Linked DNA regions of Sus scrofa: region 2 is linked to region 1. Evidence: chromatin contacts called from public promoter capture Hi-C data. All regions are on one chromosome and are shown on one strand. Each heading gives the region's core, a stretch centred on a gene start, on an enhancer-like site or on the middle of the called end of the contact. The rest is flanking DNA. Distances are from core to core; before and after follow the strand shown.

Region 1 (5,284 bases), core at 1,438-3,937:
AGAAACTAGATTCCTCAATAATTCAATGATTGAAGTCTTTATTAAAGTCAAATGACCTTTTTAATTAAATTTTTCTCCTAATATACAAGCTCTGCTAGGTAGGCGTCATCTCTATGGTAATAAAGCCTTGCTATATTTCTTAAATGAGTTTTTTCCCCTTTATGTCCATCCTTTTCTTTGATTTGACATTCTACCAGTAATTATTGGTAAAGCTTTAAAAAATATAAGAAATGACTAATGTATTCTGGTAAATGCTCTGATTTATATATTTATGATGCTCCTATTTTTCATTCTATCCTAAAAATATGCTGAAGCTAAAATATTTTACTCCTTCAGATTTTTTTTTAAATTCTCATTTGAGGAGTACAGCTAGTGAAGAAAAATGTTTACAATTTTATTATCACATTAAGGGATGTGTTAGGGTTTGAAAATCTGGAAAACAGAATTAAGATACATGCATAAAACTAACATTAGGTTCAAATGCTCTTGCCACAATGCATTTAATATACAGACTCATCCAACAAAAGATGTATAAAATATGGCCAATGCATTTGAATTACTTACAACTTTAATCTTTAAGTATTAGTTTAAAAGACAAAAGTACTCAAATGTCTATTAAAGCACCCTGTTAAATTCTCTGGAATTTAAAAACCCAAAAATACAATGTCATCAAACCTCACTATCCCTATGGATACCACTTTAAATTTAATGAATTTCATTGGCAATACATTAAAAAAGTAAAACCCTTGAGTATGTAACTGCTGTGTGAACATGTTTGAAATCACATATTCCTCTATCACTTCACCATAAGTCTATGATGACGAAGGCAAAATGCTTTATGATCCCTTTTTCATCATTCAAATTAATGATAAAAACCAAGCAAAGTGATTGTGACTTAGTCAAAGACATTAGCCAACTGTCAGCAATTTCACTCTTAATTAGGTTTCTTAGATTTCTAGTTAAAACAGAAAAAAAAAAAAAACCCTAAGAGTATCATCTGAGAGAGCATCATCTGAGAGAAAAGAATATACACTTTATGGATACTAGCATTCCAAAAGAAGATATGAATTATCTAAATCTTACACATCACCAAACCTTAACAACAACAACAAAAACCCAGCGACCTTCTGAATCCTAAATCACTAACCAGCCAAGTAAAAAGAGTGAAGTACAATCTCTGTATTGTACCCTCTCCAGCCCACTCTCTCAGCTGCTGTACATTTCTACCTGCTAACTACTAGGAAACAGATTTCAGCTTTCTTAATTCTTTCCGATGGGCTTTTCTTAACAAACGTGTGCACTCCTCAGGCAAGGCCATTAAGGTAAAAATCCCTCATGAATTGTTCAGTGGAAAAAACGCTGATTTCCAATTTAAAAAATTAATTATTTAGATTTTTCTGAATTAAGAGTGACTCAAAACACGTAACTGTAATTTTGATACAGCATGTTAACTTGAAGACTCGCAGGACAAATAAAAGCTAGCTTAGGTAACCGAAGATGATGCTGGGGGAGGGGGCGAAGAGAGTGCGAGAAGGATGCTGGCTGGTCCATTCCGAGATGATGCAGGAATGACATGGCACCTGGACAACACATGTCCACGTCTACACCCCCCACCCCCCGCCGAGTCTGTGCCTCGCTTTCTCTGACATATGCCTGGAGCTGTGGCTAGGTGCACATGCAAACACACAACCTTTTATTCTCCCACTCCCAAAGAGGAGAATGGTGGGGAAGCGTCGGCCCGTTAAAGCTTCACCACAACAAACGGTTCCTTTCTCCTCCCACCCCGCCTCCCCTGCTAGAGGCAGGCGACGACTGTCTCGAACAGTAGACAGCTGAGAGGAGCCGAGAAGCAGGGTGAGAAGGAAAGCATCTCCAAGGGGGGGGGGAGGAGGCGGGGGAATAAACCCCCAGCCTCTAGGAAAGGGGGTCGGGGAGGCTGACAGGAAAAGGAGGATGATGCTGAGCCGGGAAAACAGGAGAGGGGGACTGGGAAGCGCCCCGGGTGCGCTCTGCATCAGGGCTGCCCGACCGCCCGAGGCTGGCGCGCAACGCGCACGGGGCGGGGGAAGTCGATCTCAGGGCGGACCCCCTCCCCCGACTCTCCAACCGGAGGACCGGGAGGAAATGGCTTTGTATCACAGGATGAAAGGCAGACAGGAGGGCCACCAGGCGGGGAGGGACGGAGGATGCCCGGAGCTGGGACGACCCCGCCCGCCTCACGGACACCGCTGCTCAGCCCTCCTTTACGCCGCAGCCCGCAGTCTAACCTCCAGCTCCCGCCGCCTGTCCACGCTCCAACGGCCCGGAGCGGGGTCGCCCCCACCCCCCACGCCCTCACCTGCCCACGAAGTTCTCGAGCACTGAGCTCTTGCCGGCGCTCTGGCCGCCCACCACAGCGATCTGCGGCAGCTCCAGCAGGCAGCTCTGTCCCAGCGCTGAGAAGGCATCCTGCAGACGGTTCACCAGAGGAATCAGCTCCTCCATCTCTCGGTTCCCCATTGTGCCTGCGCCGACGGCTGCCCGCTAGTCCCTGCTCGCCTCTGCGACCTGGCGGGGAGCCCCGGCCGCACCGCCCTAGCTGCAGCTGCCGTGCTCCGTTCAGTCCGCCGGTTCCAGCTCAGACGTCGGATCCCGCCGCGGTCTGGCCTCTAGTGCGCTCCTGACAGCAACGGTCCCGAAACGCGCCTGCGCGGGCGAGTGGAGGCGTGGCCTGGCTCCAGCTCCGCCACCGCCCCGCCACGCTGCCTTCGGCGGCTGCTCGGACTTGAGCTTCCGAGCCCTACGTCCCAACCCGGCGGGCAGGCACTGCCTCCCAGCTGCGGCCAGATGCCACCGCCTCTGTCTTTTGTACCAAGACTCATAGGCTGAGTTAACAACACTTAGTCAGGAAACAACATGAAATCAGCAATAGTCGGCGGCGCTGTTCCCTTTCAACAGCTACGAAGCCAAAGTCCAGTGGAAAGCACGGCCACCAATAACAACTCAGCACTGTCGCAGTGGCAGCGGCAGTAAAAGCACCTCAGCTGCCACCAGCAGTGCACGGCCTCCGGAGTGCACCTCCCAAAAGGAAACACGCCTGTTCTCACGCCCACGCTCGGGGTTGCGGGCCGGATGGGGTCTAAATTCTTACATTTCAGGACCTGCGCAGTCTGACCTTACCTAATCATTTAACTTTACAAGCTTGGTCCTCCTAGCCCCGCCTATTGCCCCGCACCACACCTCCTCTTCAATCTACCAAACTCATTCTGTTCTTTGAAAATTCTCGTGCCATTTCTCCTCTTACTGAATCTCCCTCTACAGGCTCCATAACCATGTACTCTGCACTCATTCTCTTAGATTTAGCAAACCAAGAAATGACTGTATATCTGGTCCTGTGACTGGTGACGGAGAGACAAAGACTAAGTCATGCTTCTACGGGCCTCCTTAGAGGGATCCTCTTCAATACTCCTTAGTATGTAATTCACGGGCCTTTCTACCTACATGAGGGCTTCCCGGTTACTTTAACTATACATATGGCTAGAGACTACAGAATCTAAATTCCTTGCCCACCTCTCTTCTGGGCCTGGACTGAAATCCAGTTTGTGCTAGACCTCACTGCCTGAATGTCCCACAAGTACTTCTGACTTAATTTATGCAAAGCTGAACTCATCATTTTTAGCCTAAGCATTTAATACTATAAATTTCCCTCTGACCACAAAAAGACTTATAAAAATGTCCATAATAACCAGAAAACTAAGAACCCAAATGTCCATCAAAAGGTGAATGAACCAACAAGTATGATATGTGCATACAAAGGGGATCAGACTTCAATACAGCAACAACTCAGCTGAATCTCAGATGCATTACGTTGAATGAAAGAAGCCAGAAAAGTACATATTATATGATTCCATTTATATGAAGTTCTCAAACAGGCAAAACTATTCTATGGTGATAGAAGTCAGGGCAGTGGTTGCCCTTGAGGGATAGGGATCAACTGCAAGAGGCATGAGAGACCTTTTCAGAGGTGATGGAAATGTTCTCTATCTTGATTGGGGTGTTAGTATAGATTTACCAAAACACAGCAAACTAAACATATAAGATCTGTACATTTCACTGTAAATTATACCTCAACTTTAAAAAAAAGTACTAGAAGAGAAAGACAAAACAGAACACATAATCTTCTCCAAGGTAAGTGGACACCTATTGGAATATCTCCCTGCATGCTTTTTCCAAGAATCACTCCTCCAGCTACCATTTGGTTGAAGCCAGAGCTGTCATGACAATAAAACGCACTAGGGCAACTGTGCTATGGCCACAACCTGATGCACCAAGGGAGCACTGAGCCAAGCTGTATCAGTCAGAGCCCTATTTCCAAGGACTATGGAATTCATGGGGTTGGGGGGCAACCAGTCTTTGAAGGACAGAACTACAGATAAAGTGTAAAATCTGAAACTATGGTTAGTAATGTTTTCATCGACAGAAGGGAGACGCAAAGATCCTGGTCTTTAGAGAAAGAGAAAAATAAGAGAGAGGAACAAAGAGAAGTCCTAATATACTTGTGTCCTCATTCTACTTCATCTCTGAGGCTCAGCTACAATCCTGCCATGAGTTCCATGAATCAGCCTCCCCTCATAAACTTAAAATAAACCCCCTCTTTGCCTAACCTGATTCCATTTGTTTATTGTTTGACCTGTAATCAAAGAAAGAAGAGTCCCAATAAATACATCCTCCAGTGTGGCCCTTGCTCAGTAAGACTACCACCCAGTCCCAGTCCAGAATCTGGAAATCATTCTAACTCCCTTTTTCTCTTCCTCATCCCCTATCTCAGCTTGGTTCCCAAATCATTATAACCTACAAAATATAAGATAATAAATTTGTGTTGTTTTGATCCATGAAGTTTGTAGTAATTTGTTACAGCAGCCATAGAAAACTAGTAAAACTAATGATAAACTCCTTGACGGCAAGATCTGAATTTGTAATGTGTTCCAAGCATGCTATGGACTGAACTGTGTCTGCTTAAAATCCACATGTTGAAGCCCTAAACCCCAGTGTGGCCGTGTTTAAAGAAGCAAGGAAGATTAAATAAGACCATAACGGTGGAGCTTTGATCCTATAGGATTAGTGAAAAAGAAAATTTTGGAATGGTAAAAACATCCCCAGAAACAATAATTTAACCTATCAAAGAACAGTACATTTGAATATATGAATTCAGGGATTCTTTTTTTTTTTTTAATCAGGCACATTCCACATATTTCTCACAGTGCCTGACCCAGTGGTTAATAAATATGCATGAAGTAGAACTGAA
Region 2 (5,284 bases), core at 716-3,215, 120 kb before region 1:
CATAAATATTTAACCTTCACCTACTACATGGCAAGCCCAATAGGGAGACAACTACAAGATGTGGTCCCCTGTCTTCAAATAGCCTAGCATCAGTGAACACAGGTAGCATGAAGTAAGTGCTGATCTAGATCTAAAGTGAAAGGAAACACAAAGATAGGAAAGATGGCTTCAAAAAGCAGTGTCCAAAAAAACAAATGGGGTATGAAGTGAGTACTGAAGAGTGAAGAGGGTTTTGGTGTATACAGAGAAAGCAAGGTCATTCAGAGAATCAGAGACTCTTAATAGCGTCAAAAAAAAAACCCTGGCAGGTTTTCATCTAGCCTCTGCTTGGACCTTCCCACCGATGGGGAACCGAGGATTTGATCTCTTTGGGGAAAAAAAAAAAACCTTATTGGAAAATGTTTCTTAATGTTGGTATGAGATTTGTTTTCTTATCACATTTCCTTGGTCCAACCTTTACCCCCTGGAGCTTCTCAGACAAAAAGTCCTCTTCCATTTGAAAAGTCTGGGACTAATCTGAGCTTTGGCATACAGAGTTCCTCTCCACACCTACCCGCCCCCCCCAACACCCTCTGCTTATCCGATATCCTTTCTTAGTTTGTCTGATCATTGCTCAGGCCTCTTGGTGGCAGACACAAATTTCCCAGGCCCCCTCCAGCTAACTCAGGACTAGAAAGGTCACAGGCTCCTGAGGTAGAACTAATGAATTTCTGCTTTAATTTTCCAAAGAACTGTAATGACCTAACGTTTTGAATGTGAGCATGACGGTCAGAGACTTTACTTAATTTCTGTCTTTCCTGTCAATGTGGGTGGACGTGAATATTTTTCTGTCTTCGTTTCTCCATACAGTAATAAGTTCCACTTCCTGAACGACAGCAAGCTAGGACTCCCAAAAGCTCATGCCTCAACGGTGGAAGCATACACAATAATTAAGCTTCAGTAGCCTTCAGAAGCCTGGCCTGAAGAGATGACTGCATCATATGGCATGTTCTTTCAGATGTTTACTCTCAGAGGTGCTGTTTCTATTAGAATATCAACCTTTAAAAGATAGAGCCTTTATTTACCCACTCTGTAGCTAGGACAGTAACATGTAAGAGTTTAAAGAGAAGTAGAGGATAAAACATTTAGAAAAATAAAGAGGAACAATGAATGTCAGATCCTAAAAAACAAAAATTTGGAAGTAAAAATAAGTAATAAATAATTTAGAAGAAACAAAACAGTACTTTTTCAAAATTCAACATATTCTGTGGAAAATGCAAACTTTTGAGAATGTAAACCTGAGAGCACTGTAATTATCTTCATAGATTAATAAGGATCAAAGACTACTTTTTCAATTATGTTTCTAATCACTAATTCAAGTAACACAAATGTATACTTCTCTTGTTGCCACTAGATGGCGCCGACTTGCTTTCTCTATGGTAAACTAAGTCCCTTCCAGAAAGCTTTAAAGTCAATGCAGTTTTCAAATTAGATTTTAAATTCATTCTGGGACTTCTGAAAATGCTTTTATCTTGGAATTGAGAAACTGGAATTGTGAAGGACCATTCCAAACCTTCGTGTCTTTTTAAGGATAGGGTTCCACAGAGAGATTTAGGGATGTTGGTGTTCATTCTTTTATTATTTATTGAGTTCCTTGTCAGGAATTGTTTTAGAAACTTGGGATATAGTAGAGGGGTAAAAATTAGTCTTTAGCCTCATGAAGCATAGATTTTAGCGAGATGAAACAGTAAATAATGTATGTGCCAGACGATAAATGCTATGGAGAAAACTGAGAAGGGAGATACTAAATACTGCGGAAGGGGAGTCGCTTCGTTAAATGTGTTGGTCGAGGAAGGCTTCTCCAATACGATAAATTGACATCTGAGCAAAGACTTAAGAAGCCATGCTTTACATAAGAAGATCCTGGCATGGTGCCTGAGGCACTCTTGGCATATATTAGAGGAAGAGGAAGGAGGGCAACATGCCTGAGCACAGAGCATGGGGAGAGGGGTGGGAGATGAGGTCAGAGCTGTGGTACAGACCTGGATGGTGTAGGGCCTGTGGGCCACTTTAAAGACTTTGGTTTTTACTCTAAATGAATGGTAGAGCCCTTTGAGGATTTAGGGAGAAGGGGAAACATGACGTGAACTAGGTTTTAAATAAATAATTGAACTGCTGTGTTGAGAAAAGACAATGAGGCATAAGAGAAGAAGCTGGCTATCCGAATAATAATGGTGAGATGATAGAACTTGGACCTGGGTGGGAGCAGTGGGAGTAGTGAGAAGTGGTTACATTCTGAGGTATCTGAAGGAAAAACCATCAGGATTTGCTGAAGGATTAAAGGAGGGGTATGGGAGAAAGAGGAGTTGAGGCTAACTTCAAGGAGTTTGACCTCAGCAACGGGAAGAATTTTTAATAGGAAAGACTACTTCTATTCAAGAAAAGAAAAGAAAGGTGTCAGGAAGATGGGACTGGGGATTAAGAGTTCAGTTTGGGAACCACTGAGCTTGTGATACCTACTACATGCCACCCACATGGAGAAACGGAACCGCTGCTAACGGCTGAGGATCAAGCAGCTGAAAGAGGCATAATTCACATTGGTATCATAAGATAAGTAATAAATTTCTACTCTGAAATTTTTCCAGAAGATGGCAGTCAAGGGCTTGAGGAAAAGGTAGCTTTTTCTAATTAGCACAAAAATGCCTTTGGGGCTGAAAATGTGAGCGACTCATCTAGAGAGAAGTCTAAGCTAGAGATATATATTTGGAATTCATTACAGTTAGGCAAGGGAATGAGATCACTATGTGAGAATCTTAGATAAGGAAGAGGTCAGAGCACTGGCCCCTTGGTTTTCCAACGTTTAGCAGTCAGGAAATGGAAAGTAAGCTGGAGTGGTCGACAAGATAGGAGAAAAACCCAGAGAGAGGCGACTCAAAGTCATGGAAAGAGGATGTTTCATGAAAGGAGACTTTCTACTCCAACATGTCAGGTAAGAATGAGAACAAAGCATGGATCATAAAATTGGGCAACCTGAGGGACTTTCAGGATGCTGAAAAAGCACTGTTACAGTGGAGTGGGGTGGAATAGATATCAGAGAGAATGGGAGGAAAGGAAAAGGAGACTGGTTGTAGACAATTCCTTTAAGAAGTTGCATTGTAAAGGAGAGGAAAGAAGTGAGAGGGCATCAGGAGAGGGATATGAAGTCAAGAGAGGGTTTTATAAAGATGAGCAAACTAATAGCATGTTCACAGGCTGATGGTATTCATCCAGTCCTGAGGGAGAGCTGATGATGCACAAGTAAGAAGGGACACATGCTGAAATGATGTCTTCAGGAAAAGGAGATGGGAAGCACTGGAAAGGAACATTCCAGTTCATCAATGGAAACAGGAAGGAAACACAATAATGAATATTGATGGATGAGACAAACAGGTAGAACTGATGGTGGGGGAAGCATATGAAATTCATCAGGTGAAAATGGGGATTGATCCTATTTTCTAGTCATTTTAAATCTTTAAAAAATATTTCTTCTTGAGACAGACCATGATGGAAGATAATATAAGAAAGGGAGTGTGTGTGTGTGTGTGTGTGTGTGTGTGTGTGACAGAGAGGGACTGGGTCACTTTGATGTACAGCAGAAATTGGCACAACACTGTACTTCAACTGTAATAAAACGTTTTTAAATATATTTCTGCATGTATTCTCACTGGTTAAGCCCTACAAATAGTATTGTTTATACCACAAAATACATCACACACATACACATATACCCATAGAGTGATCTTAAATCAATGACCAAAGCATAACCATAGTAGGAATGTCAACTTGGGTCTAAACTATGTCCATTACTGGGAGTCAAACCTTCACACCTGCCCAGCATATCAGAAGGACTAATGGGGCAAGATCCACAAAATCCCTTTCGCTATGGATCTCAAAGGGCTTCCTGGGAAATAATACATTCTATAGGACAGAAAAATTCAGGGATAATCTAATCTTAGTTAACAGAAAGGAGCTTCCTCTAATATGTCCTCCTCCCAAATCCAGGGACTCAAAGGTCTATGTCCTCTTGTCACTAACAGTACAGGGATAATTGTCAGACCACATAGACTGCATTCCAATTAGAAAAGCATGGCAACCATAACCATACTTCACAATTCACGCTACAGGATTACACCGTCAATAAGGTGAGTGCTACTAGCAACATAGTAAGCAGAATTTAAAGGTCACAGCTTTACCGCCTGCTATCCAAAGACAAAATTATCAATGAAAGTCTTGGAAAGGATTATCACAAAAGCAATTAATTACTTACTATACTCACCTCTGAAGAAGAATGTTCACAGGATTTGGGGGATGAAGGAAATTCTAACACCCAAACCAACTCTATGGGACAGGCTGCACTAGCTTTTCAATAGCTAGACTTTTTAAGAGCTGGTAAATGTGTGTCTTCTGAGACTTTTATACTATAGTAAACTAATACGTCTGAAGGCCTAACGAATCTCATCTTATGGTCCTGAGATACATTCTTTCTTATAGAAAGGTACAATTTCCACTGGTACAAGCTCTCTTGGCATGTTCTCAGTGTTCCTTTCACTCTGAATGCTTGGTAGTCAGGCACATAAATGATCTCTTTCTCAAACAATTCCAGGCTTCAGCCCAAGTTCAATCTGAATAGAGAGTGATTAAATCTCTTAGCCACAAGCTCATATAAAGAATGAAGGCTATGTGCACATAAGCATTAAAAGCCTGATAATGCATCCATGAAATTCTACTGAGTGTCAGTAGAACCTATCTGCTGAAATCCATAGTGTGTTTTCAGTTTCACAAAATAAGACTCCAAGTTTTTAAAATTTTTCCTGGTTTCCCAATGTTAAAAATAGCCTACATTTGAAACAAACATTAAGATACATTTTTATATCAAAAAATGATTTGGGGGGAGAGGATATTAAAAAATCAAAGCTACCACTGTATTTTATTCTTTTTTTCCTATAAAACATTTTAGCACTGTCATTTCTGCTGATCATGAAAAACAAATAACACTAGGTTAAACAGCTGACAAATTATTTGGGGGAAGGATGATATGGCTTAAGCCTGGGCATCATTCCAGTCATCTGTGAAAAGCACAGCATGACCATAAGAATTTAAATATTTCCAATATGGCCCTTCTATGGGGAAAATACGCATATGTTTCAATTAATCAAGGTTAAGTAGAAAAAACAACTATGGAACACATACATATAACCTCTAGCCAATCTTTATTCTAAGAACTGAGGTCCTTAACACTTTATCTGGAATTTTATTTCTAAAAAAA

What was found. Promoter capture Hi-C pulls out the DNA fragments that hold promoters and counts their contacts.
Region 2: a contact with region 1 is called in a promoter capture Hi-C map of fetal liver, with 3 times the contacts expected there. The contact joins the enhancer-like site here to the promoter of DNM3 in region 1. A contact is called at or near these places in 3 of 5 promoter capture datasets (fetal liver, liver and skeletal muscle), 10 of 47 Hi-C or Micro-C datasets (alveolar macrophages, brain, embryonic fibroblasts and 5 more) and 1 of 2 datasets of contacts at active chromatin or transcription factors (skeletal muscle).

The regions. Positions count from the first base shown.
Region 1 is chr9:114,260,187-114,265,470 of Sscrofa11.1, reverse strand. DNM3 (dynamin-3) reads right to left here and starts at 2,687. Exons shown (of 20, transcript XM_021063646.1): 1 at 2,339-2,687. The coding sequence starts at 2,499.
Region 2 is chr9:114,384,107-114,389,390 of Sscrofa11.1, reverse strand. All of the region lies in intron 2 of DNM3 (dynamin-3), which reads right to left. Among named protein-coding and RNA genes, the nearest start is that of DNM3, 120 kb to the right of the region's middle. Within about 2 kb of position 1,965, at least 4 of the 83 cell types and tissues checked have an H3K27ac peak or open chromatin away from gene starts, as enhancers often do. A contact at or near this core is called in fetal liver, where this site is marked.